Linked DNA regions of Mus musculus: region 1 is linked to region 2. The links are chromatin contacts, called in public promoter capture Hi-C maps. All regions are on one chromosome and are shown on one strand. Each heading gives the region's core, a stretch centred on a gene start, on an enhancer-like site or on the middle of the called end of the contact. The rest is flanking DNA. Distances are from core to core; before and after follow the strand shown. Region 1 holds the start of Rai1 (retinoic acid induced 1). Region 2 holds the start of Rnf187 (ring finger protein 187).

Region 1 (2,923 bases), core at 60-2,559, 1.2 Mb after region 2:
CAGGATGTATAGGATGAGGCAGAAGGGGTGAAGTGTCTGTTACAAGAAGACAAAGGTGCTGAACTTAGCACAACGCTCACACTCCTGATGAAGAAACAGGACTGAAAGGGTGACTGACTCACTTGTGTCAAGTCACCTGGGGACTTGGGTGCTTTGACCTGATGAATGGCTCAGACTTCGACGAAGCAGGTAACTCATGCCACCCTGAGGAGGGGAGCAGAAGCCTTGGGGTAGCCACGGCTCATGGGGCTGTCTATAAGTTAATCGGTTCATTTACAAATCCATTCAAAATTCTTTTACTTAAAATCTGTTGGTGGCTTACTTCCCACAGCACTAAGGAGGCTGCCTTTAGGCTCTTTGTAGTCCTACAGGCCCTGACCTTGGATTAAAATTCAGCATGCTTTTTTTTTTTTTTTTTGGTTTTCCGAGACAGGGTTTCTCAGTGTAGCCCTGGCTGTCCTGGAACTCACTCTGTAGACCAGGCTGGCCTGGAACTCAGACATCCGCCTGCCTCTGCCTCCCAAGTGCTGGGATTAAAGGCGTGTGCCACCACTGCCTGGCTAACATGCCCACTTCTTATCCCATTGGGTATGTATGGCCTCCTTACACTTGTGCTTATTCATCAAGAGCACTCCTGCCTCGGGGCACCCACACTTGTCTTTTCCTCTCAAAGAATGCTCTTCCATGCGCTGCTGGTGCAGGCTCCTTCCTGCTCTTCAGCGATTTGTTCAGACAGGCCTTCTCTCACTCGCAGCTAAATCCATCACTGCACCTGCTGATTTTCTTCCTAGCACTTATTTCGCTCTAAAATTATCTTCGTTATGGACCTGATCATTGTTGGCTGTCTGAGTCTCCCCTACACAATGCCAGCTCCTTGACAGGCAGGAACCGCACTGCTTCGGTACCCAACAAGGTGCCACATGTGCCGTGACTACATTTTTTACATCTAACTTGAGGAAATTTGAAACGGATTCTCCAACCAAAGAAACAGTCACAGGTGAGGGCCACATGGTGGTGGAATGAGCGGGGGACGGGGAGAGGCCTGGCCCAAGTCTAAGTCCAAAATCCTCAGCGAGTGATGAGCAGACCATGTCCTGTGGCTGTCCCCAGGCCTTTCTCGCCGGGCTGCACCTTCAGGCCCTCTGCCAAGCCCCTGCCCCCAGACAGACATGGGGCGTGCAGTGGGGCGCGCGGGCGCCAGGGGGCGCTGTCGGGGCGCGAACGGCCCACCTGGCACCCGAGGCCACGAGCGAGAGCTGCCTGGCCGCCCGGGAACTTTTTTCCTCGCGCTCTCGCTCTCCTGCTCCCCCCGCACGTCGCCCGCCCGCCCGCCGCTCTTCCTGTGTGGAGGGGATCGCATTTCTCTCGGGCTCCCGCGGGCATCAGGCAGGCCCGGCAGGGTGCGCGGTCAGGGCCCGCTACGCGCGCCGCCGGCTCCCGGCGCCCCGGTGCCACCCCCGCTCGCGCCTGGGCTCGGACAGGCCGCTTGCAGAGCCAGGCGGTGGTGGCGGTGGTGGCGGCGGTGGCCAGGGTAGCTGGCTGCCTTGTCGAGGTCCGAGGAAGGGGCCCCGCGGCCCACCCTCTTTCCCGCCCGGGCGGCCGTCGTGCCGGACACCCATGGGCGCGCGGGCCTCCGGGCCGCGAAGTCGCAGCGCCGGACGCCGGGCCCCGGAGTGACCGCGGGCTCCGAGGTGAGCGGGGAGCCCGGCGCGGGGACAAGGACCTGGGCGGGGGCGGCGCGAGGCGTGGGGACCCAGCGGGCAGGGGTCCGGGCGGGGGCCGAGCGCGCGTGGGGCGCGGACGCGGGGTCGCGCGGCCTGGCTTTGTGTGGCGCCGGCGTGAGGCCGCTGGTGGCCGTGTAGGAGCTGCATGAGGGGATTCTGGAGAGTCGGTGGCCCGCCGGGCGCCGGTGCTGGGACCTGAGGCCCAGTGTCACCGAGTGTGGGGCGGGGACGTGGGGCGGTGCAGCGAGGGCCCGAGGGAGCTTTGTGAGTGCGTTCTGGGTGGGGACGGGGAGCCGGAGGCTCGGGGTGTAGCCTGCTCCCGGGTGTCCGGACTGCGAGGGCCGCTCGTGGTGACACAGGACGCGGCGGTCGCCGCGTGTCCCCGCCTGGGCCTGTGCGCAGGCCCCGCACTGACCAGGAAACGGTCCCCGCGACCCAGGAGTCCCTTCGTGGCCAGGCCCTGGGCGCACGGGCCTTTTGGGGTGACGCCACCGGCTGGAGCCCGGGACACGCGAGCTTGGTGCCCTTCCGAAAGCGGCGCGGCGGCCAGGCCCGTGGGCCCTTTCGAGGCCGAGTCCCACGCCTTTTGGAGGCAAGAAGACCTGTGGGGGGGGGATACTGGGCCGAGCGCGGCAGGGGCGAGGGCTTGGCAGGGCTGGGAGGTGACATTTGGAGCTCTGGTCACAACTGGAGGCCTTCAAGGAGGAGCAGAGGGGAAGCGAAACACAAGGCAGGCTCCAGGTCGCGGCGGCCCCAGTTTCCCGGGGCGCCCGTTTTTCCCAGCGACCAGCTAGCTAGCTCCTCTTGGGGCTCCCGGTCGCTCATTCACACAGCAGGGCGGGAGTGCAGCCAGGAGCTGTGCCTGCGTCCCGGGAACCCAGGACCTGAGGACTCTGAATGGATTAAACCCGAGCGTCTTACGCTCCGAAGGACTGGGGACGTGAGGCTGCGTGCCTGCACGGCGAGCCCAGGCCGGCGCGTCCCAGCCCCACCGCACGCACTCCCGCAGCGCTTGTGTCGCGGTTCGAGCGGGGCCCCGCGCCCCCTCCCACCCCCTTTTCCAACGGCAGTGCTGTGTTGAGAATTCAAGGGCATTACATCTGGTTGCAATCTAGTTTCATGCGGCTGCTGGGCTGTTAAGACCTCGAGCTGACGTCAGAGCAGGGGAATTACTTCTTTTTATTTTATCTTTTTTTAGT
Region 2 (3,132 bases), core at 620-3,119:
AGGAGCCCTACGGACACTCAACTCACCAAGTCCAGCCAGCCAAACTCCAGCAGCTCAGCTTGGTTGCCCTGCTAGCTCCCCATATCCAGGAGAGCCCACTTACCTTCCACACAGCAGCCGCTGATTCTGCCTGACCATGCAGGTCCCGGGCATCATTTAAGTCCTTCCTCATGATTTCCACAGAGCCCTTGTTCTCCTGGGAGAGAGAAGCTGGTTAGAGCCTGGGAAGAAGGATTTGAACACCCCGATCAGCAGTCTGGCGACTGGAACTACTCGTCCGGTCTCTGCTGGAAAGTGGTTGTTTCGTAAAAGGGTCTCCTGTGCTTCTACCTCTTCAGAACTAGGTGTACAGCAGGCAATTCAAGGTCAGCTGTGTGATTCCAGGATTTTAGGTAGGTCCCCTTTAGTGTCAGCTTGATTTAAGACAGTGACTTTCCTGACTTCTCTGTGTCCTGCTTGGTCTTTGTGGAGATTGCTGTCTTAGTAAGGGGACGACAAACCATAGGACAACCCCAGCAGTATGTTCTGACAGAGTGTATCTACCTCAGTTTGGGACCTGGATGTAACCACAGGCCTCCACCTCAAAAGTGTTCTTCACAACTTATTCCAGAGGCTCATGGTGCATCATTGCAGAACATAAGGATAACAGCACCCTCAAACACGCTAAGCTACGATTTTCTCTCCTGTCGGGCGGAGACCACGGCTTTCCTACCTGGCTATTCAGACATCTCTCTCTGGGTCAGGGATGATACTCTATCTAGATCCCTGCAACCCATCTTCACACAGAGTCTAATAGTCGGTTTCTGCCCGGTGGCAGGTGCTACGTGCAATGACCAAGAGAGTATAGCAGAGAAGGTTCCTGAATGAGGTGGACCGACAGCCCCTCAGAGGGCTGCAAATGGTAACTGGTAGACCAAAGACCACTCTCAGGTCTCCATAAGCAAGTGGATGGGCGGGGCTTGCACCGATGAAATCACACCGGGATAGGAGCAAGAGGCCTTGAGGAATGGGATCGGGACTTGAGGGGAATTCGAGAAAAATAGAAGTCTTAAGGTTGTATAGAGATAAGGCACAGCTAGGCCAGAGACCTGGGATGAAAGGGGGACGGAGGAGCATGCGCTAGAGATAATAGCTCGAGGGACATAGCAGGGTCCGGGAGACAGATAATAGAGATGAAGGAAGGCAGAATCACGGACTCCAGGATCCAAGAGCCCCTAGCATGGCAGGGTCCCCGGGGAAGGGAGGGTGCTGGGCACCCATGGGATGCGGGAGAGGGAAGAGGAGGTCAGCACACTGATCGAATGCCTGACTCCAGGTAAGCCACAAAGGTGGACAGTGTGCAGGGGCCCCTCGCGCACCTTGCCGCGCAGGGCCTTCCTCCAGCGCGGTTCCCACTCCGGCGGCTCCGGGCCAGCGGCCATGCGGCAGGCGGAGCACAGCGGATCCCCGTCGGCGCGACAGAGCAGCTGCAGCGCGGCCTCGCTGGCAGGGCCATCGCGCGCCGGCGCCGCGGCCGCCTCCTCGAGAGCCAGGAGGCGGCGGCTGAGCGGAGGGCGGCTGGGCTCTACGGCGCGCTGCCAGCAGTCATCGGCACACTCCGGGCACGGGAAGGGCCCGTCCTCCTCGGCCCAGAAGCGCACCACGCACGCCCGGCAGAAACGGTGGCCGCAGTCGGCGCGCACCGGTTCGCGGGGCGCGCGCTGACACAGGGCGCAGATGGCATCAGCTGGGCCCGCGGGGAGCGCCAGGGCTGCGGGCGGCGGCGCCGACGAGGGCGCGGGCGGAGAGGGCGCAGAAGGGCCGAGGACCGGCCGGAGATCAAGGCCGACGAGCCTCAGCCTACGACTCAGACCCAGACTGCGCCAACGCCGGGCACGCGCGCGCGCGGGGCGGGGTCCTGGCTGCCGTGCGCTCTGACGTCCAGGTCCTGGCAGCTGCGCATTCCTCCATCCAGGTCCTTGCAGCTGTGCGCTCTCATTTCAGGTTCTGGTATTCGCTCATCGCCCTGCCCATGATTGAGCAGCTGAGCTCTCTTCCACACTGGTTCCCGTAGCAGCTCACGACCTTTGTCCTGATGGTGTCAGTCGCGGGCTCCAAACCCAGATCCTTACAAAGATACTCCCTGTGTCCTATAAGATTACTCATCCTGCAGGGTACTGCCCCAACATCATGAATAATTGCCCATCTCCCACAGATAATTTGGGAGGTGGTCTGTCAGGAAAGGCTTTTCCAGGGTGACTTATCGCTATACCTTCAGCCCTGAAGCAGGATAAAACTGGCTAGGTAGGCAGATGCCTGTGTAGTCAACCAGGAGTATGACCAAATTAAGATAGCGACATAAAATGAAGTCAGGGAGTCTCACTGTGCACACAGAACAGCAGCACGTTTTGCAGGAAAGCACTCTAAAGAATATTGTGTTAATACAGCTGTAGTCAGCTATCTGCAATGTGTGACTCTTCAGACTGAGATTGCGGATATAACTGTAAATGTGACTGTGGTGGTTTGAATATGCTTGGCCCAGGGAGTGGCACTATTAGGAGGTGTGGTCTTGTTAGAGGAAGTGTGTCACTGTGGCCGTGGGCTTTGAGACCTCACTCTTAGCTGCGGGAAACAGTCTTTTGACTGCCTTGGATCAGGATGTAGAACTCTCAGTTCCTTCTCCAGAGCCTTGTCTGCCTGGATGCTGTCATGCTTCCTGCCTTGATAATGGACTGAACCTCTAAACATGTAAGCCAGCCCCAGTTAAATGTTCTTTATAAGAGTTACACTGGTCATGGTGTCTCTTCACAGTAATGAAACCCTAACTAAGACAGTGATGTTGCCATTTATATGCTCCAAACACTATGGCAGCAGCCACATCTGTACTAAAGCTATACAGCCCTTTTCTGGTCATTATTTCCTAGACAATAGAATGAAGATTTGCACAGTATTCACATCCTGTTAAGTATCATAAGTCATCTAGGAAAAAAATATTACATAGAAAGATGCATGTAAATATTATGATGTTTTAGCTGGGTATAATGATACATGCTTTTAATCACAGCACTTAGGAATTAGAGCTGGCAGTTCTCAGTGAGTTCCAGGCCAGTTTGTCTACACAGTGAGTTTCAGGCCAATCAAAGCTATATAGTA

The links. Promoter capture Hi-C pulls out the DNA fragments that hold promoters and counts their contacts.
Region 1: a promoter capture Hi-C map of pre-B cells shows a contact between it and region 2, with 2.7 times the contacts expected there. The contact joins the promoter of Rai1 here to the promoter of Rnf187 in region 2.

The regions. Positions count from the first base shown.
Region 1 is chr11:60,103,704-60,106,626 of GRCm38.p6, forward strand. Rai1 (retinoic acid induced 1) reads left to right here and starts at 1,310. Exons shown (of 6, transcript NM_009021.2): 1 at 1,310-1,691.
Region 2 is chr11:58,937,037-58,940,168 of GRCm38.p6, forward strand. It overlaps Rnf187 (ring finger protein 187), which reads right to left and starts at 1,870. Exons shown (of 4, transcript NM_022423.2): 1 at 1,359-1,870; 2 at 104-196. The coding sequence starts at 1,748.